5 separate regions of the Mus musculus genome follow, and regions 2, 3, 4 and 5 are each linked to region 1. Evidence: chromatin contacts called from public HiChIP or PLAC-seq, Micro-C and promoter capture Hi-C data. All regions are on one chromosome and are shown on one strand. The core of a region is the stretch at or near the end of the contact, and the rest is flanking DNA. Distances in the headings are between cores, read along the strand shown. Region 1 holds the start of Jade2 (jade family PHD finger 2). Region 2 has its middle 20 kb from the start of Gm51894. Region 3 overlaps Gm30217 (a long non-coding RNA gene). Region 4 holds the start of Tcf7 (transcription factor 7, T cell specific). Region 5 has its middle 3.5 kb from the start of Mir3061.

What was found. Promoter capture Hi-C pulls out the DNA fragments that hold promoters and counts their contacts. Hi-C and Micro-C count contacts between places; a contact is called where the count stands out from the background. HiChIP or PLAC-seq counts read pairs in DNA pulled down with a chosen protein or histone mark.
Region 2: a contact with region 1 is called in an HNF4G HiChIP or PLAC-seq map of pancreatic cancer cells. The contact joins the enhancer-like site here to the promoter of Jade2 in region 1. A contact is called at or near these places in 11 of 39 promoter capture datasets (the 3T3-L1 cell line, the C10 cell line, the HPC-7 cell line and 7 more), 2 of 484 Hi-C or Micro-C datasets (the N1E-115 cell line and embryonic stem cells), 7 of 115 datasets of contacts at active chromatin or transcription factors (bone marrow-derived macrophages, embryonic stem cells, large pre-B cells and 3 more) and 1 of 9 other capture datasets (embryonic stem cells).
Region 3: an H3K27ac HiChIP or PLAC-seq map of large pre-B cells shows a contact between it and region 1, with 3 times the contacts expected there. The contact joins the enhancer-like site here to the promoter of Jade2 in region 1. A contact is called at or near these places in 4 of 39 promoter capture datasets (the C10 cell line, cranial neural crest and liver) and 2 of 115 datasets of contacts at active chromatin or transcription factors (bone marrow-derived macrophages and large pre-B cells).
Region 4: a contact with region 1 is called in a Micro-C map of embryonic stem cells, with 2.1 times the contacts expected there. The contact joins the promoter of Tcf7 here to the promoter of Jade2 in region 1. A contact is called at or near these places in 2 of 39 promoter capture datasets (the C10 cell line and pre-B cells), 4 of 484 Hi-C or Micro-C datasets (CD4 T cells and embryonic stem cells) and 4 of 115 datasets of contacts at active chromatin or transcription factors (the SCID.adh cell line, astrocytes, double positive thymocytes and 1 more).
Region 5: a promoter capture Hi-C map of trophoblast stem cells shows a contact between it and region 1, with 4 times the contacts expected there. The contact joins the enhancer-like site here to the promoter of Jade2 in region 1. A contact is called at or near these places in 10 of 39 promoter capture datasets (the 3T3-L1 cell line, the C10 cell line, the HPC-7 cell line and 6 more), 2 of 115 datasets of contacts at active chromatin or transcription factors (large pre-B cells and stem cell-derived neural progenitor cells) and 1 of 9 other capture datasets (embryonic stem cells).

The regions. Positions count from the first base shown.
Region 1 is chr11:51,855,987-51,860,016 of GRCm38.p6, reverse strand. It overlaps Jade2 (jade family PHD finger 2), which reads left to right and starts at 2,349. Exons shown (of 13, transcript NM_001357588.2): 1 at 2,349-2,706. The coding sequence starts at 2,579. It overlaps Gm30110 (a long non-coding RNA gene), which reads right to left. Exons shown (of 2, transcript XR_388628.2): 2 at 3,420-4,030.
Region 2 is chr11:52,336,452-52,340,481 of GRCm38.p6, reverse strand. No RefSeq gene overlaps it. Among named protein-coding and RNA genes, the nearest start is that of Gm51894, 20 kb to the left of the region's middle. Within about 2 kb of position 2,386, at least 69 of the 459 cell types and tissues checked have an H3K27ac peak or open chromatin away from gene starts, as enhancers often do. A contact at or near this core is called in the HPC-7 cell line, the N1E-115 cell line, pancreatic cancer cells and 3 more, where this site is marked.
Region 3 is chr11:52,316,947-52,320,976 of GRCm38.p6, reverse strand. Gm30217 (a long non-coding RNA gene) reads right to left here. Exons shown (of 3, transcript XR_388631.3): 3 at 2,257-2,548. Among named protein-coding and RNA genes, the nearest start is that of Gm30217, 11 kb to the right of the region's middle. Within about 2 kb of position 2,301, at least 69 of the 459 cell types and tissues checked have an H3K27ac peak or open chromatin away from gene starts, as enhancers often do.
Region 4 is chr11:52,281,242-52,285,271 of GRCm38.p6, reverse strand. Tcf7 (transcription factor 7, T cell specific) reads left to right here and starts at 2,258. Exons shown (of 11, transcript NM_001313981.1): 1 at 2,258-2,344; 2 at 2,494-2,560; 3 at 3,026-3,150. The coding sequence starts at 3,055.
Region 5 is chr11:52,128,218-52,132,247 of GRCm38.p6, reverse strand. No RefSeq gene overlaps it. Among named protein-coding and RNA genes, the nearest start is that of Mir3061, 3.5 kb to the right of the region's middle. Within about 2 kb of position 2,022, at least 8 of the 459 cell types and tissues checked have an H3K27ac peak or open chromatin away from gene starts, as enhancers often do. A contact at or near this core is called in trophoblast stem cells, where this site is marked.

The DNA of each region.
Region 1 (4,030 bases), core at 1,100-3,599:
TCCTGCCTTACTTAGAGGGAATGTAAATTTACATATTCACATACATGGGTATGCGTGTGCTCATGTGGTCTCTGTAATCTTCTGCTCACCAAGGTGAAAACAGATCCAGAGAGATGTATTCACTGATCTGCCTCACACAGCCTTCTGAGCAGAAAAGCCAGGATTAGAAGCCATTAACCTCTCGGTTGGGCACTCCCAGCCTCCAACACGTGTTAGCAGACATTGACCTTGGCCTGGGAAAATCTTCTCAGTGGACCTCTGAGAACCAGAGTTAGGGCTAACTGTGAGGTGCTGATGAGCCAGCCCTTCCTCTTGCCAGACAGGCCTCTTTTAGACTTTGTGAATGAAGGCCAAAGAAGAGAAGTTCTGCTGGTGGCTTCCTTGAGTTCTCCTGCTGCAGAAAGCTCTTGGTTCCTCATGTCCCTCTTTGTTGCAGAGACAATCTCCCTGTCAGAGGATCTGAGCTGTTTTGAGTTTGTTCATTATTAGATTTATTTCTCCTATAAGCAAATGTGTTCACAACATTCCGTCGGGGAATCTTCTTAATTGTCACATAAATGTCATCTTATGTAAATTGAATATTTATCTTTGCATGCAAGGGGGTTTGGGGGTGGAGGGGAAAGGAAAAATAAACAAACTTCAGTCTTGGAAAGGGAAAGGGATTTGAAACTCATCCACCTGCCTTCAAAAACAAAGGTGAGTTGGGGGGGAAATCATTGGATTATCTTGGAAGGGGTAGAATACATTGGCAAGGGTGAGAAGAGATGCCTTAGGGATGCTGGAGATGAGAGATGCCTTAGGGTTGCAGGGCCAGGCTTCCCCAAACCTCAGTCCAAAGCTAGCCAACCTCCCCAGCTGGAGCATTCCCAGGAGGCAAAAGGTTGCCCCCCACGTGCCTACCCCTCCAGGAGGCCTGCCCTTTTCCTTCCTAGAGAGAAGGTGAGCTCCCCAGGCACAGCGGGTTGGGTGGGTGTGGCCCGCAGCTCAGGGAACCGACCCAAGGCTCCGCCACTGCCGGCTAGCCGCCCGACAGCCCGCCCGCCTGGCGAGCGCAGGCTCTTCTTCCAGAAACTGCGAGGATTGGAGAGCACTGTTTGTGCACCACAAGGTCAAGTCGGGAAGTGGAGTCGGAGGAGGAGGGGCGAGAACGAGAGGGTGGGGAGAGGGGCGCCCCGCTTCTCTGCCAAGTACCAGCCCTGGGAAGTTGCCCCTCGGTTTTTAACCCTTTGCGGCTATAAGATGCACGAGGCAGAAGGAAGGGGGTACCCCGGGGCAAACTCCTCCTGAGGCTAGGACATGTTGCCACCCTGCTAGCCACCCACCCATCACAGTGCGCCTCACCCCCCCTCCGGAAATGCAGGGCAGCACCAGGCGCCAGGAGGCACCCGCGAGGGGGAGGGGGCAACAAGCCCAAGAAGGGACCCCCTCCCCTTAAGGACAGCCCCTCTCTTCCGGAGGTCGCCCACAATTTCAACTTTCCCTGCCTAGGATGCTAGTTTGCATTTGGTGTGGGTGGGGGAGGAGGACCGCGCCCCCTCCCCCAGCCCCTTGCGCGCCCCTCCCCTGCACTCCTGCCAGCACTTTCTGCTCACTTCTGGCGCTGCAAAAAACGCCACGCGATTTATTCGATTTCGATTTTAAAACCAGTGATTCCGAAACCGGGCGGAGGGCGAGGGTCTTCCAGCACCAGAGTCCCTGGGGGTGGGGCGGGCGAGCTGGGTACTCCGTGCAAGCCTCGTTTCCTCCGCGAGTGTCGCCTCCAAGCTGTTATTTGCAAAGAAACGTCTTTTTGACGCAGGGAGAAATGGCAAATTTTAAGTACGTCATTAATATGGCGCCAAAAGATTTTTTTAAGTATAAGCTTGCTTTTTTTTTTTTTTAAAGGTTGTGGGGGGCTCCGCCTGGGTCTGGGGCGCGAAGGGGGCGGGGTGTGAGCAGAAAGTGTGAGTGAGCGAGTGGAGGGGCGGGGTATGTGTGTGAGTGTGTGAAGTGTGAGCCGACCTGATGGGACTTGCACGGGCTCAGCCGGCGCTCGGGCCCGGCCCTGGGGACAGGGCGGGTTGGGGGCGCCCCGGAGTCCACGAGGAGTCCGGGCCCGCGTGCAGGCGGGCGGGTGACCGTGTAGGGCACCCCCCCGGGGGGGCCGCAACGCTACCTGGGACTGTCGCCGGAGCCAAACAACTGGGAAGGGGGGGGGGAACACGACAGGGGGGTGCCGGGAGCGGAGATCCGAGTGAATTAGAAAAAAGTGGCTACTCCCCCTCCCTCTCTTCTTGCCCGCCCCCACCCCACCCCACCCCCACCCCAACACATTTTTTCCCCCTCTAAAGAGATCACAAGGAAGTCTTGGTTTAAAAAGAAACAGAAACATACACAGGGGGTTGGTGAATGGTGCCGACCGCGGCCATCGCAGTTGGAGGCTATTTTTTTGGGGGGTGAGTAGCGTCCATGGAGTTACTTTGCGCCCACTCCTAGTGGCACCAGCTCTGAGCTGGAGGGCTGACCATCTTCCCAGCAGGGGTGCGGGGCTTGGGGGGCGCCGCGGCCCGGTCGCCTCCCTCGCCACGACCCCGGATGGATGCGCGCCCCCCGCCCTCCCGCGCCGGCCCCAGGAGCTCCTGGCTTCGGGAGCATCCTTCCCGCGCCGGCCCCCGCCGCCGCGCGTAGCCGAGGGCAGCGCCCCTCGGGAGGGCACCGCGGAGCAAGGTAAGAGCCAGCCCCCAGCGGATGGGCCCTGCGCATCTCCACGGCATTATTTTGTGGGCTTTTTTTTTTTTTCAACAGATCTGCCAGTGCTCCTCGCTCCCTCTCTCTTGCTCGCTCGCTCCCTCTCTCGCTGGCTGCCTGTTCTAGGAAGCCAGCGCGGGGGGTGGGGGGGGGGGACGCACAGCACTGGGGAGAGAGATTGCGCATGTTGGTCAGCCGTGTTTTAAAGAGTACAGTGCGGGGAGGCTGAGAGGGGCGCATGCAACAACTTTTGGAAGGGTGAGCCTGGCGACCTTCTTTATTAATGACTGCGGCAAAGCGCCCCTGGGCCGGCGAGGGGGCGCGGGCGGGTGGGGGCGCTGGGGCTGCAACTTGCCTCGCGGGCTCCGGCCGGCCCGAGGGGCTGCGGCGCTACCGGGGTGCGGGGTGGGGAGGCTGAGTGGCGGGCACCGGGGCACGGGAAACCTGGAGCTATCTGCCCTTCTGTCTCCCGAGTTTCATTTTGTTGATACGCAGCACGTCCGGGTGCCGAACCGGGCTGAGCCGATGCACATGACCCCGCACTGGGCTCACGTGCAGCCGGTCCAGTCCTAGACACCTTCCGGGGGCCACCGCCTCCGCCCTGCGCCCCCTTTCCAGGCTGGGTGCACGAGGGAGCTGCACGCGGGGGCAGCATGCTCGGTTCTTGGGTTCAGAGGCATTGCACAAATTAGTTTTTTTTTTTTTTCTTCTTAAGGGGCGGGGGACAACGTTCCCAGGTGAGTGCTGGGTGCGCAGTCCAGGCAGCCAGGGTGCATACTGGGGTAGTGGACAGCAGCTCTCCGGTGCTGCGCGGGAGTCCGGTGGGGGAGAGGCACCGCGAGAGTGGAAATGTACCGGCGACGGCCGGAGCGGCGGGTGCGCGCTCGCGGGGCGACGGCAGGGGGCGTGGCCCTTGTTTACCTTCTCCCAACTCTGCTGGTTCGCGTCCCGCTTCAGGGACGACTCTGCAGCTCCCCCCTCTTCCCTCCGCCCTTACTAAAACTCTGGGTGGTACCTAAGAGCAGCAGACAAGTGGAGGGCCCTGCCTGGGACACACGCACCTGACCCCAAAATGAGTGACATTGCAGCCCCCGCCCCCACCAAACATTGCTGCAGTCCTTCTGCCGGATCCCCGGCCCCGCCCCGCCCCCGGCAGTGGCATCTTCCCGGCTCACCTCCTTCCTCCCTCTCCCTCCCTCCTTCCCACCCACTTGCCTGCGCCTGCGGAGCGGCTCTCGCTCGCCCACTCCCCGCCTGGGTGCAGACTTGTGGCTCCCCATGGTCCCTTCCCGCCCATCCCTGG
Region 2 (4,030 bases), core at 1,137-3,636, 480 kb before region 1:
CGGGGTTCAGAAAGGCAGAGCAACTACTCAAGGACACACAACAAGCCAGACTAGGAGCAGCTCAGCTTTGGACCACACCAGGGCCAGGAACTAACTCACTCAGAGCAGGATTCAATTGCCTGGTGGGAGGTGACTATAGAATGAGGACTTTCGCTGCCAACAGCTCCTCATTCTCATTCTGATGGCGCACTCATGATGGGGATGGGTAGGCTTTTGTTAAAGGCCACCATTTTTTAGTCCTTAGGAACTGAGCAAAGCAGTGGCTCCCAATCTCATCCAATCCTCCCTGCATCCCCAGAGGGAGGTATCTTCATTAGCCCATTTCAGAGATGATAATGCTGAAGCAGGGGTCTGCAAGATGGCTCAGCGGCTAAAGGCGATTGCTGCCCAGGTCTGGTGACTGAAGTTTGGTCCCCGAGATCATAAAAAGTGGAAGGAGAGAACCAACTCCACAGAGCTGTCCTCTGACCTCCGCACATGTCCCCATAGTAGGCGTGCTTCCTAACACAATAATAACGTGTAAGATAAAATAAGAAAGAAAAAGCTGAGCAGACGGTGCCTTTCTAAAGCACTGCACGGCAGGCGCTCTTCTGGATCCCACCCAGTCTCCCCTTCCCTCCTGGGGGTCTGCTCTAGGATCAACTTGAGTTGCACTTTGGAACCTAAGCTTCAAGGTCACCCCCTCTTGCTGGCGGGACATCTGCACGGGAACTCTGTTCCTTCCCACCCTTGCTCAGCTTACATGGCACAGGTGTGCGCCAACGGCCCCCACCAACGGCAGCCAACATCCGGGTGTCTGCTCCCCACCAGTGAAAGACCTGAGCCATATTTCTTGCCTGCGTCCCCAGCTGCTGGGCCCACAGGAAAGCCCCCGGGGTGTCCTTGAACTCACAAAGCTTTGCCCAGCTAGCTGCCATCTTAGCTCCTACAATGCACATCTGTCTTCCACAGACCGTAGCTCCGTGGCACATGAGGTGTGCGCGGCTGTGTACATCTCTGTGTACACATCTCTCTGTGCACCTGTATGTGAAGCTATATGTGTATATGTGATCTGTGCAGGTTGTGTGTGCACCTCGTTACCCGTGTGTGTTTTCACTGTATGCACGCCATGTGTGAGCTCTGCTGGTCTGTGTGTTTGTAGAAGTAACTGGTACCCACACTGTGCACCCATCACTGGCCCTTCTGTCCACCCAGTCAACACTGCCTCCCGGTGTCATTTTGAGGGTTAGCACACAGAAGAGACCAGCCCCACACATGGCTGACTCCTTGTAAGCTCATCTTCCTTGGAGACACCCTCAGCCTACTCTAGACAGATGGCAGGGCCCAGACTGAAGCATTTGGTGAATGAACTGCTGCTAGGACCAAAGGGTCCAGCAACTCCCAACAGAATGAACTCTGCACAGCCCTGTGCCTTGACGTCTTCAGTCAGATCATGGGCTGAACTTCCACGAAGCCCACAATGAATAAAGTTACAGGTTCCAACCAGCAAAATGGCACATCACATAAAGGCACGTGCCACGGAGCCTGACAACCAGATCCTCATGGTAGAAGGCGAGAACAGATTTCTGGAGGTTGTCTTCTGACCTCCACATGTGCACCATGTGCTATCCTCACCAAATGCATATGCTTTCGTGCATGCATGTGTGCGTGTGTGCGTGCGTGTGTGCATGCATGCATGTGTATGTGTGTGTGAGTGTGCACATGCATGTCTGTCCTAGGGTGTTGGCTTCACATCCCAATGTAACAGACAGACAGGAGTACACCCCTCACCACCTAGAGGACTGAGGTCCTAGCCAAGGCACCAATAGAGCAGTGGCTTTTCAGCGGCTCTCTTCAGTGGCTGTGCCTCTCTCTCCAGCAGCCATGGCTCTCTTTTCTGTGGCCTTGCCTTTTTTCACTGCTGGCCTCTGCTGTCATTCCTTGGCTCCTGACGTGATCCCAGTCCCCACGCCAGCACATCTCCAGCCAGGCTCAGCTTCTGCTGTGATTCCAGCAATGTCACTGAGCCTGCTTGGGGAATGGCCTCTCTCTAAGACCTGAGCTTCCCTATATCTGTAAATCTCTGTTTGCTGAGTAACATAACTTTGTCACAGGCTCTGGGGAGTTTACAATTATGTTAGAGATAAGTGTCAAAACAGGGTAAGAATAGAAAGAAGAAGAAACCCCATAGGTGCCCTAGACCTGTTTGCCAGTGAATCCCCCCTACAGCAAGGAACACATTTTTGCACCACTTTTTCTTCCTTTTTTCCAAATCTGTTGTTTCAAGACAAGGTCTCATGGAGCCCAGGCTTGCCTCAGACTCATCTTGTAGCTGAGGATGACTGATCTCCAGAGGGCAAGGCTTATAGCAGCATGCTGCCATACCCGGATAAACCTGGGTTTCCCCGGAGAGCTGGCATTTCCTGCACCCAGAGCAGAGGCAGAGAAGGAGGCAGCCCAGAGGAGCCCAGCCCTCTTCTGACTTCCTGTGGCTTTTGGAGCCAAGAAAAGGGAACAATTCTCTCCTTTGTGGCGTGTGGTTGTCCCTGACAATGGCATTCTTCAGGAATTAGGATATTAAGGATTTAATAACTACTTGATATGCAGTAAAACATTCCATTACACTTCTGGAAAGCGCCATCCTCATCTCTTACAGGAATCCACCAAGTGTCTTTTAATTAAGCTGGTTCTCAATGAGACTCGTCCTTGGTGCGGTAATTTTCTGAATGAAGCTACCCTGGAGTACTAATTACTTGGTTTCTAATGCCCAAGGTGCTCTGCCAATGTGGTGGCGAGGGTGGGGCTGACCTGCTGGGACGCGACAAGGTCTTTGTGGGCGGCAAATGGATGCCAGAGGTGAAGTCTCCCAGGATCCAGGTTTCAGATACTGCATTCTTACAGTGTCAGGCCACCGGTTTGTGGCGGTTTGATACAACTCCTACTAAGAACTAGTGCACATGAGTAGTTAAGGGGCTACCAACTGTTACTTGTCTCACATTCTATCATACCCACTCTAATTATCTTCTCCTCCTCCTCCTCCTCCTTCATTATTACTATCTTTGTTGTTATTGAGACAGGCTCAATCTCACTATGTAGCTGTTTTGGAATTCACTAATATAGAACAGGTTGTCCTTGAATTCACAGAGACCTACCTGCTTCTCCCTCCCAAGTATACTGGGATTAAGGGTATGCCCTACCATGCCTAGCCTTTAATATATATATATAAATTTGTGGGTGTTCTGTGAGAGTTGCGTGTGCACATATAACCATGTAACCACAACCACAGGTTCCCATGGAAGGTAGAAGAGGGTATCAGAACCCTCCTGGAACTGGTATATAAGCAGTTGTGAGCCACCTGACTTGAGTGCTAGGAACTGAACTCCAGTCCTCTGAAAGGGCAGCAAGTGCTACCGTGCCTTTTCCAGCCTCTGGCTGATGTAATAATTAGAATCTGACTTCCTTGAGATGAGCCTCAACTCCTGTGTATTCATATAGTCATTCATATTCCTCTCTCTCTCTCTCTCTCTCTCCTCTCTCTCTCTCTCTCTCTCTCTCATGTGTGTGTGTGTCCTCTAGTTTTTAAGGCTAGGATCTCGTGCAGCCCCAGGTGGTCTGGAATTTGCTATCTAGCTGAGGAGAGTCTTGAACTCCTGATCCTCCTCCCGCAACCTTCCCAGCACAGTGCTGGGACCCTGGGCACCACTCCCAACCTCCTCTCTCTTAACGAGACAGGGTCTCGCTATGCAGCTGACGCTGACTTGAACTTTTGATCCTCTCAATAAAGCAAGTGGACTCATTCTAAAAATAAAAATCACACTGGGTGTGGTGGCGCACACCTTTAAGTCCAGTGCTCAGCAGGAGGCAAACAGGTTGATAGATTTCTGTGTGTTTGAAGCCATCCCGGTCTACATAGTGAGCTCCTGAACACAGGAGACACAGTAAAACCCTGGCTCAAACCTAAATAAATAAAAATTAGGGCTGGCAAGATGAATCCAGTAAAAAAGCACTTCCTGTCCAGGCCAGACAACCTGAGTCCAATCCCCCAAACCTA
Region 3 (4,030 bases), core at 1,052-3,551, 460 kb before region 1:
ATCCCATATCCCATACCCCATACTCCATACACATACCCCACAGTCATTATGCCAGCATGAGTAAGTACTGGGAAGGCCAAAGGGAGGCCTGGCTTTTCTCTGTGCCTCAGTCCCCTCATACAACGAATGACTAGCATGTAGGGTTGTAATATTGATTAACTGGGAGAATACATGCAAAACTCTAACCACAGTGACTCACAGCTGTTCTTTTATTTTGGTACAGGGTCTTGCTATGTTGCTTAGCCTAGTCTTAAACATCCAATGCTCTTGCCTCAGTTCGCCTCTTGGGAGTTGTGTTGACAACAGTGTGGCCAGGCTGACTGTCAGTTCTGATGTCATAATAATGACGGCAGACATGACTCTGGGGCATACCCACAAAGCAGAGAGCCTACAAGTCCCAGTGTAGAGAAGACAGGCCCAGTGACCACCTGGGTGATCGTGAAGGCAGAGGCTGTGCATGGTAAGCCCTCAGTCAATTGGTTGGAAATGGAGATGCCTCTCAGTCGGTATCGAGTTTGTCCGCTAAGCACAAAGCAATGGGTTAGATCCCAAACCTGCATAAAACTGGGCGGGGTGGAGCATGCCTGCAAACCCAGAACTGGGGATGTGGGTGGCAGGAGGATCAGAAACTGGAGGTCACTCAAGGTAATGAGTTTGAGGCCAGTTCAGGTTACCCAAGACCCTGTCTAGGGAGAGAGGAGAAGTTTGGTGGGTGCGTTTGAAGTCTCTGGTTTTCAAGCTCAGGTCGGGGTGAGGTTTGCTCTTCACTAATTTCCCCCTTTGCCCAGGATGGAAGAGTTTTTGATTGAGAAAAATAAAGGTTTAAGGGGAAGGTTTAGTCTCTTAAGAGAAGAAATGCTTGGAGTTATTTACAAGGCACCCTAATGCACATTAAATGTTACCAGGTTATCTCTTCAGCCCTCCCTTGGGAACCTATGTTATGTTTCCACAGAGGCCCAAATGTGGTGAGAGCAGGCAGGCTGAGCTACGGAAAGGCCTCATTTCAGGAAAACATACTCACATGCTCCAACGGGGAGTTAGGCAGGGGGGGTCTCAGTGCCTGGGCCCCTCTCCACTCCCAACCGTGAAGGGCTCCTCTTAACCAAGCAGGGTGGGGCTGATCTTCAGACAGGAAGCCACATCCAATCCCTGCCTTCTGGGGTTAGAGACCCCTGAAGAGGATGCTTGCAGAATGGATTATCATACACATGCAGAGAAAAGAGATCAAATCTGGTGTGGGGGCAAATATTGTTGTCCCAGCACTTGGGAGGAAGCACCAATGGATCAGAGAGTTCAAGGTCATCGTCTGCTATATAGTAAATTAGGGGTCAAGCTGGACTACAAGAGACCCTATATTAAAACCAGTCAGCCATCCAGCAAGCTAATATCAGAGGAGAGTGACAGGGGTCAACAGAGGGTAAGAACTGGCATACTACAGAGGACAGGGACAAGCAGGCTCAGTCAGAACCATGCAGTCAGCCCAGGAAACTAATAAGACTGTGGCCTCTTTAGGGACCCACAAAGGCCTGGGTGCCATCAGCACAAACAGAGGCAAGGGTGCGTTCAAGGAGGTCGAAGGCTCCTATGGATGAAGGACTCCATAGTAGGGCGTTCAGACTCAGCACACAGGAGGTGGGCAAGGATGAGAAGCAAAGATGTCTGGTTTTGACACGGTCCCTCGGGCATCTGAGGAAGATGCTTTGACCACCATCAAGTGGTCTGTGGGTGGAAAGAGATGAGGCAGAACTGTGAAGACATAGTGGAGGAAGACCCTCATAGGTGCCAGGGGGAGGGGCTGCACGCGGGGACACCGAGGAAAAGAGACAGGCAGTCTTTGTCTCCGCTGGGGAAGGGAATGAGGAAGAGGAAAGCCAGGAGATACCTCCTGGGTGACTGTCTAGGCCACGGGCACAGAGCAGGTGGTATCCCAGGAACATGCAAAGAGCCTGGCTTGTCTGCAGACATGCGACTTCAGTGAGGATTGATAGAACATGTGTGTACTGCAGGCTCACTAAGTGCTTGGCCAGAGTCCGCTTTCACCGGCAAAGCAATTGATGATCTAGACCACCCTCCAGGCCTTTGCCCAGCCTTCCCGGAAGAAGTGGTTCTGCTGAGACTTTTGCCAGAAAGACCCCGAAGCACACTGATACCCTCAAACATTCATCCCCAGGAGCCCAAGCCATCAGGGCGCCCCAGAGCTGAACAGAAAGAGAACACAAGCTGTCGTCAACACAGGAAAAACCCAGGCTTCCTGTTTGAACTTGGGCAGGCACTGGAAGCTGTGAGTGATGTTAGAGTGGCCTGCGGTGGGGGCTTCTCACAGTGGCTGTGAAGCCTGACTTCCAGCTGCTTGCAGGGTGTGCGGGGCCCAGTGGGCGTGTGGCCGGGTAGAAGGATCGCTGCATCCACACAGGCAGGCCACAGGCCAGGTGACATCAAAGCCAGCTGAGCTGCGGTCTCTCAAAGGCTGCTCATTGTGGTCGGTCGCCCTCGATAAGAATGCGCCATCAGAGATGGAGGGCATCTGTAGTCACAGTCCCCACTGGCCCTCATTTAAAAGAAGAAAAAAAAAAGTAAGCCATTGCTAGGTCCTTGGAAACTGGTGGTGTCCTCTTTTGCCCTACTTGAGGTCAAGGGGTCCGCTCTGTACAAGAACGTTGCTGTTGGCATAAGCTTCCTGAGGGACCATGGATAGGGGCTCCTCTCCTCTCCTCTCCCAGTTTCAAACCCATGAAAGAAAAAGAGTCCTATAGAAACTTCCAGGTTAGGCTCCCCAATAGGGCAAGTGTTGGGCACCAGCAGCTGACTTAACTGTGGCCCTATCCTGTATACACAGAGTGAGCTAATAGCTTTACCCCATTTATTTATTTATTTATTTATTTATTTATTTATAGACAGTGTTTCTTTTCTTGTCGTTCTCTTTTTCTTTTTTCATTTGTTTTGGTTTTGGGTTTTCAAGACAGGGTTTCTCCGTGTACTCCTGGCTATCCTGGAATTTACTCTGTAGACCAGATTGGCCTTAGACTCAGAGATCCATCTGCCTTTGCCTCCTGAGTGCTGGGATTGAAGGCGAGTGCTACCACAGCCCAACAAAGACAGTTTCCTTAAAGAGAAAAACTTTCAAATTTCATTTCTTTTTTTTTTCCATTTTTTATTAGGTATTTAGCTCATTTACATTTCCAATGCTATACCAAAAATCCCCCATACCCACCCACCCCCACTCCCCTACCCACCCACTCACCCTTTTTGGCCCTGGCGTTCCCCTGTACTGGGGCATATAAAGTTTGCGTGTCCAATGGGCCTCTCTTTGCAGTGATGGCCGACTAGGCCATCTTTTGATACATATGCAGCTAGAGTCAAGAGCTCCGGGGTACTGGTTAGTTCATAATGTTGTTCCACCTATAGGGTTGCAGATCCCTTTAGCTCCTTGGGTACTTTCTCTAGCTCCTCCATTGGGAGCCCTGTGATCCATCCAATAGCTGACTGTGAGCATCCACTTCTGTGTTTGCTAGGCCCCGGCATAGTCTCACAAGAGACAGCTATATCTGGGTCCTTTCGATAAAATCTTGCTAGTGTATGCAATGGTGTCAGCGTTTGGAAGCTGATTATGGGGTGGATCCCTGGATATGGCAGTCTCTACATGGTCCATCCTTTAGTCTCAGCTCCAAACTTTGTCTCTGTAACTCCTTCCATGGGTGTTTTGTTCCCACTTCTAAGGAGGGGCATAGTGTCCACACTTCAGTCTTCATTTTTCTTGAGTTTCATGTGTTTAGCAAATTGTATCTTATATCTTGGGTATCCTAGGTTTTGGGCTAATATCCACTTATCAGTGAGTACATATTGTGTGAGTTCCTTTGTTCAAATTTCATTTCTATCACCATTGTGTGTATATGTGTGTGTTGTGTGTGTATGTATATGACGTGTGTATGTTGTGTGTGTATATATAACGTGTGTATGTTGGGGGTCAAAGGCATGCTCATGCCACAGTGAATGAGTAGACATCAGAGGACAACTTTCAGGACTCAGTTCT
Region 4 (4,030 bases), core at 1,009-3,508, 430 kb before region 1:
GATGCCCCAGGGCAGTGGATCCCAGGAAGGGGGGTTTTCACAGCTCTATAAAGTCATCCAAAGAAACCATCCAAAGGTGGGAAAGCTAACAAATCAGGAAAAAAAAATATTTTCTCTTGCCAAATAAAGGTATATATATATATATATATATTCACTAACATTTGAGGATAGGCTACTTCTGCACCAATAAAGCCGAAAGGCCTTGTTCTTTGATAAAAGGGCAATACCAAGCTGGGGAAAAAAATTACCCTGGAGGGCAGAATCACACCTCCCCAGCCCTGACTTTTCTTCAGAAATTCGACCCCCAATGACCTGTGTCAGTTGAAACTTCATGGTCTGCCAACTATCATGGAAGCGACATTGCCAAAGTTGGAGTCGTTTATAAACACAGGAGGATCTGCTGCGCTTTGGCTTAGGATGATCTCAATTTCTGTGCAATTTTCTCAGAGAAGTGCTCACCCCAAAGTTAGCCGGGACAACCTCGGAGCTGAGGTCGTAGGGGGAGGCCTCGCCCCTGGGCCCTTCTTCTCCTGTAGGCTTTCCATTGGAGCCCCTGCCCTGCCCCCGAATCTAGAGAAGATGGGGTCAAAATCAGTAGCAAACTGGCACCTGCGGAAGAAGGACTTTAGAGGTGCCAAGGGCGGGTTCTGCACCGCATCTCTATTGCCAAGCTCAGCATTAATGGCCAAGCCCCCCATCGCTGAGAAGGAGGTGAAACGGGCATCCCGGCTGGGAGCTGGAGGACTCAGAAGCCCCGCTGGCAGGGCGCTGATAGGATCTGAGCGCTGAGAAGCAAGGCCTGGTCTCTTTGATCCTCCGCCAGGCAGGCTGGGCCTGGACCGGGAGGGGCGGTGCGGCTGTCTTCCGGCCGGCTTTGCGCCGCTGCCAGGGGTCCTGTGGGGCCGGGAGTCGGAGAGGCGGCCAGTGTCCTCCTTCACAAATTACCCACTGTTGTTTCAACTGCTTTCCCAAGAGGTGGAAGAGGTCTACATTGACTCCAACACCGAAACGTTCTTGAGGCGGAGGTGTGCGACCTTCAGTTTACTGCATGGCTATCCAAAGGGCCTAGTGTCTTACAGAAACAGTGATCGGTCGTGGTGAATTCGATGCTGGGTGCCAAGGAGATGCCACTGAAGACGCGGCCTTAACTAGCGTCTGAGTCAATGGGCTCCGGATGCAACTTCCCAGACTGAGCAGCTGCCTAAAGACCCCAAGAGAGAATTTCGTGACCCATGTGGCCGCCGGAAGTCTCAGTTCCTGGACAGCAGGTTCTAAGCGTCGAACTTAGTTGAAAAAGTCATAGCGGGCTGGAGAAACCACGTGAGTGGCCACGATCCTTCCTCGCCTCGAGCCACCACATGTCATATATTTATAGTGTTTGATTTGCACATGCAACAACAGGCAGGAGCTCAATAAATGTGTGAGGCGCTAATGCTTGTGTCTATGTAAGCAGGCTGTCTGGAATAAGGTCCCTAATCGGCACAGGGATGATCAAAAGGGCAGGTGTTTGTGTGTGTGTGTGTGTGTGTGTGTGTGTGTGTGTGTGTGTCAGGGTCCATCTAGTATCCCGGGGACGTAAGAAGCCTCCAGATTGAGCAAAGGACGCTGTTCACACCAAGGTTCCAAGTCATCCACAGGTTCCACCGGTCTAAGGAACCACCTTCTCCGCAACTTGGACGCAAGTTGTGGCTGTATGATAGTTAAGGAAATGGAGTTCCAGAGTTTAGTAATGGATTTCAGGTTAGAGAATAGCTGGAGAGCGAGCCCTTTAAGATTATTCCCAGTGGGCCTGTCCCGGTCTCTCCAGGGAGGGGAGGGCGGGGCCTGGGACGTTAGCCCCTCCCACCGCGGCCCCGCCCCGGCGCCCGCCCCGCCCCCGGCTCGCTGCCCGCGGTGCCTTTGATGTTCCGACCCGCCGGCTCCCAAAGCTGCTGTGCCCCGCGCCCTCGCCCCGCGCCCACTGGCCGCTCAGGCGGAGTCAGCGTGCGCTCCGCCCGCCGCGCTCCGGGCTCGGAGCCCCGCACCCTGGGCTCGCCGCCTTCCCGGCCGGCTCCGCGCCCCGCACCCGGCGCCCCGGCGGGCGCAGCGCACCATGCCGCAGCTGGACTCGGGCGGGGGCGGCGCGGGCGCAGGCGACGACCTCGGCGCGCCCGACGAGCTGCTGGCCTTCCAAGACGAAGGCGAGGAACAGGACGATAAGAATCGCGACAGCGCTGTGGGCCCGGAGCGGGACCTGGCAGAGCTCAAGTCCTCACTGGTGAATGAGTCCGAAGGCGCGGCCGCAGGCGCCGGGGTCCCGGGTCCCGGCGTCCGAGTACATGGAGAAGCCGAGGGAGCGCCCGAGGTGAGCCCGGCCCGCTCCTCCCCGGAGGACCTCGTCCCGAGTTGGTAGCGTGCGGACCCGCCCCCCCGCGCCACGGTCCTCGTGGGTCCCATCTCTGGAGCCCCTCCTGTTCCCTCCGCTCCTCATGGCCCCTCTGCTTCGCTCTGCAGGCCCTGGGACGGGAGCACACTTCGCAGAGACTTTTCCCGGACAAACTTCCAGAGTCCCTAGAGGACGGTGAGTTTTTGCGCGGCTGGGGAAGAAGGCGCTAGAACCGGGGGTGGGGGTGTGGGGGGCGGGTTTCCCGGGCGCCGCTGAGCTGGAGTCACTTCCGGTGCCCTGACCTTTATAGGAGTAAACAGACCCCCGCCATCTCCGCCTCCCCTCCAGCCCAGGTGACTGACTAATCCTTTGCCTTGAGGAGCAAGCCTTGGCTAAGGTTCCCAAGCAGGAGGGTGGGGTAGGGAGTCAAGTCCCGGTCGCGAAGTGGAGGTCTGGACTCGGGGGTCTTTCCTCAAAAACTTGCCTTTGCGGATATTTCCACCCGTTCGGAGGTCGCTGTTCCCTGTCAAGTCACGAACTTGAAGGGGACCCCTTGGCAGGGTTTTTTTTTTTTTTTTAACCCCCCTCCGGAGCAGACAGCCTTCAGTCCTTAGGAGCAGCTGGCTGGGCTGGTGTCTGACCCAGCTGTGGTTTTTCCAGGCCTGAAGGCCCCGGAGTGTGCCAGTGGCATGTACAAAGAGACTGTCTACTCTGCCTTCAATCTGCTCATGCCCTACCCACCGGCCTCCGGAGCAGGGCAGCATCCGCAGCCTCAACCCCCGCTGGTAAGTGACCGAAGCAGTCAGGCCCTGTAATGGGGCTGGCTACCTACTTGACCACACAGGTGATGCTTGGACAAAAAAGGACTTCTCTGCCCAATTCCTAGATGCTCTTGCCCAGTTAACATCCAGAGGAGTCTGACCCAAAAGGAGATCTCTGAAGGAGCGCCCCGGCTCCAGTCTTTCTCACTTGCTTTTGACCTTTGTCTTCCCAACTTGCTCAAGCAGGTGCCTGTGTTGGCCCACGGTGGGGTTGAAAACGTTTTTGAGCTGAGCCCATGCCATTCCCTAGCGTGATGTGCATGCTCTGAGCTAGAGCTCTGTGGTTAGCTTTTTTTTTTTTCCTTCAGAGAAGCGAGGGAACTCGGGTGTGAGAAGACTGGGTAAGAGACCTAATCTTTTCCGTTGCCCAGTTCCACTGTGTCCTGACTGCCGTGTATAAGTCCTTGCCGAGGACCCATGCCACATGGTGTAGGTTTTGAGCGGGCTGGGCTGCTCTCGCACACACAAGGAAAGGTTTGCTAAATGTAGGACAGATCAGGGTGTTGGTTAGGGGTCAGCAACGTGAATCAGTGTCAGGCTTGGCGACACGGCTGTATTCATCATGAGCCATGGCTTTGGCCCTTCAAGGCAAGCAAAGTGTGAAGGGCTGGTTCTGAGCTGGGTAGCAGCCAAATATGACTTTTGAAAAGTTCTGGGGTTCCTGAAAACTACTGGGATTCCAGAGTGTCCTCAGTCAGGAGTTAGGGTGTACAGGAAGCATGGAGGTCTGTTGGGTGTCGCCGTGAGCCCAGTGCAGGTTGGAGCCCCGGGGTAGAGCCTTGGATGGCGAGTGGCAGACCCATGCAGAAGGCTCCCCGGTAGGGGGCTAGGATAGGGAGTCTAG
Region 5 (4,030 bases), core at 773-3,272, 270 kb before region 1:
GCCTATCACTATGATGGGACAGAGAAGTAAAACACCTTGGCCTTGAGGTTGTATAGTTTGGGAGTGTGCCTTTGTACACCGTATTCTTGGATTTAAGAGTGTCTTTATTAATTCATTCAGCAACCCTTGTTGAATATTTCTGGAATTTTCTGAAGCACCTTTGTGATTTTTATTCTTGTATTTTTGCTATTTTGTTGTATTTTTCATTTTGGGAAAGAAACACTATGTAGTTTAGGCTGACTTCAACGCCATTCATTGCCTCAGCCTTCAGATGGCTAGGATTATAGTGTGCTATGCACAGGAGTAGGTTGAGAGCTTTTAATGTCAATCAAATCCTGTCAATCAAATCCTGTCCAACTGTCTTTTGGGTTTTACGGCTAAGTAAACTAAAACCCACACAGGGGAACTTTCAAAATCTGTAATAAAATCCATGATTGAACTCGTCTGCATGGATCTATCCATGAACTGACTATAGAGATCACACAAATCAAAACAGCTTTGTTACACTAATTAAATGACATAGATAGACTTTGTGTTTATAATTCATACTTTATCAAGTTTTTCAAAGTGTCAAGATATTATTTTGAAATTATTAAATCTGCATTGACAGATTGTTCATTGATGATCATCTCTCTCAGTAAACTTGACAAGACAAGGCAGAAATCAGTCCAGCAAAAACTATTCGTAGTAAACACAACAAAAAGCTCTCTCAAGAAAAGGGTTATTTCTGTTATTTCACATACTTTCCTGTAATCTTAATCTTAATTGTAGATTAATATGATTGATATGATGAGCTGATATGACCTCATAAGCCCAGCACCTGGGAGGCTAAGGTAGGAAAGAGGACCTGGAGTTGTAGACTGGCCTGGTGTAGAGCAAAACCCTGTCTTAGGAAGAAAGGAAGGAAGGAAGGAAGGAAGGAAGGAAGGAAGGAAGGAAGGAAGAAGGTACTGGCTGTTATTCCAGAGGACCTGACACCTACTCACAATTATCTTCAACTCCAGTTCCAGGGAATCTGATGCCATCTTCTGGCCTCTATGGGCAATTTAAGTGTATGTGTACACACCCACACGTACAAATCTGTATCACAGATAAACACAAACATAGATTTAAAAATAAAAATAAATCAAAAAGAACAAACAGAAGACAAGGTGGTCTGAGATTTGTTTTCCACGGAACTGGGGATGAAACCAAGGCCTTGCACACAGTGGGCAGGCGCCCTGCCACCAAGCCCCAGCTCCAGCCCCCAAGATGCTCTTTCAAGTTTTGCTTATGGGAGCACAGGAAGGGGCAGGCGCTTAAGGCGTTTGTTTCCAGGAGCATAGAGAGCTGTGTTTGCATGCTGGTAGGATAGTCCAGTGCAGGCCAAGGTTAGAGGTGCCGCTGCTGCAGGCTGGTAGCTGTGAATGCAGGATACAGAGAGGCGTTGGTCTGGCTGTGCTTTGCAATATTAATCAATGACCAGCTCCAAAATTAAGAGTACACGCTGCTCTTGTAGAGGACCCAAGGTCAGTCCCCACCATTCATATGGGACTACTCACAATCAGTAGCTCTAGTTCCAGGGGATACGACACCCTCTTGTGGATTCCTCAGGCACCTGCACTCCCATGTGCACATATGTGCATGTACTGTGTGGGTGCATGTGTGCACAAACACACACAAAGTCAATTGAGATAGGGGCTGGAGAGATGGCTCAGTGATTAAGAGCATTTGCTGCCCTTGTAGGGGACCTGAAATCAGTTTCCAGCACTCATACTAGGTGCCTCTGGAAAAATCAATAATGTCTTCTGGCCATTCTGGGCACCACAAGCACATGGTGTAGAGACAAGCAGGAGAAACTCACAGCCTGATGACCACCTGAACTTCCCTCACACTCATATGGTAGAAGGAATTACTACAGGTTGTCTCTGACCTCCATGCATGTGCACCACAAGTAGTATAAATAAAACCTAGTTCAAATAGGTGCCATTGAGACAGGGAGTTCTGGGCACAAACTCTGGAGCACAGGATCTGTGACTTGTGCCAATAGTCACAAGAGCCAGCCCGCAAAGCTTCCTTCATGTCTCCCTAAGGTCCAGTCACAAAACACAGGTCACTTTCTCTAAACTTGAAAGCTATGTGCCTGCCCTTCAAAGCCCACTAAATAATTCCAGCAAAGGTAGGGGCGCTTGAAAGCCAAGGTCTCCCTGAGAATGCTCTTGTAGCAGGCCCTTCACTGCTCTGAATCAAGCTGATTCGCAACTAAAGTATGCCACACAAAGTGTCTGGCACAGTGAAAGCTCGGGGCTATGCAACTCCTCTCTCAGCAGCAGCTTCGGTATCACTGCTCTTGACTCCTCTGCATTCACTTACCGTCTTCAGGGATTCTTCCTTCTGCATGGAGTACTGATGTAAGCTAGTTCATTATGCCAGCTGTGCCCCGGGATCCCAGCACCAAACTGAGCAATTGGTGGAAACGGCAAATCACTTTATGCTGTGCTTCTGACGCAGGGCCATCTGCCACTCAGGCCGAAGACAGAAATGTTCTAGTGTTTCTAGGTAGCTTAAGCAAATAATCTCATTTCAAAAGCCTCACATACCCACAGTCCTATTTTTAAAGTGCTGGTTTCTGATTTCTAGTGTTCTGCATACCTCCTCCTACCCTGAGATAAACTTGGAAACTCAAGTCCTACAAAGACAATCCTTAAGATTCTGTTTTAAGGAAACCTCTGAGACAGGCTGGAAGGATGGTGGCTCAGCAGCTAAGAGTGCTGACTGCTCTTACAGGGTCCTTCCCCGGTTCATTTCTCAGAAGCTCAGAGCTTGGAGGCTCACAACTACCTGTAACCCTAGCTCCAAGAGGATCCAACGCCCTCTTCTGGCCTCTATCGATACTGGCTTTCAGGAATGCATTGTACCTTTCCCTCATGCAACCCTCCAACCCCCAAAAGCCTGGGTGTATGGTGGTGAATGCCTTAATTACAGCTATTTGAATCTCTGTGCATTCAAGGCCAGCCTGTACTACATAACAATTTCCAGGGCTACACAGTGAATCTCTGTTGGTATACCACACACACACACACACACACACACACACACACACACACACACACACCACAAACACCTATCTGTACATCAATGTATGTAAGAGAGGTCAGTTGTAGTGGTGTGCATCATAATGCCAGCTGGTTGGAGGTGGAGGCAGGAATGGGAATTCAAAGCTTACCTCTGCCACATAGTGAGTCTCAGCACAGCTGGTATGACCATCCAAAAAGAACAACAGATGGGGATTCAAAGCAACCTTCCAGCTTCCAGCAGCTCAGACTGGAGACTGAGAACTACTACTTAATGAGGTTGGGGATGGGGAAACACACATTCATGACTGTGCATGAGAAGAGACACCCAGAGACTGACTGTCTTATGAAGACGGGTGAGAAAAGTACATCAGCCATGGGCCTACAGAGCCCACAGAGTCAGCGAAAGAGACACTGGAGACGAAACAAGCAGAGGATGCAGCAGCCAGGAGCAGCAGCAGCCGTCCATCTGGCTACACTGGGAGCTGTAGACTGTTGTTTCTTGGTGTAAAAGCAGAGTGCAGCAATGAGGATCACAAGGTCAATTCACTCTTGCTGCACACTGAGACGACAGAGACCCTGAATTCCATGCACAATCACAGAATACAGTGGGAGGGGCTGCAGAGATGGCTGAGCAGTTAAGAGTAACTGCTGCTCTTGTAGAGGAGCTGAATTTGGCTCATCACCCACATAGCAGCTCAACCCACTTAAAAAAAATTATCTCATGTATGACTACAATGTAGCTGTCTTCAGACATACAGAAGAGGATATCAGGTCCCATTATAGATGGTTGTGAGCCACCATGTGGCTGTGATTCCTGGGAACTGAACTCAGGACCTCTGGAAGAGGAAACAGTCCTCTTAACCAGAGCCATCTCTCCAGCCTGACTCTAGGAGATAAAACACCTATTTCTGAGCCAGGCAGTGGTGGCGCGCACCTTTATTCCCAGCACTTGGGAGGCAGAGGCAGGGGGATTT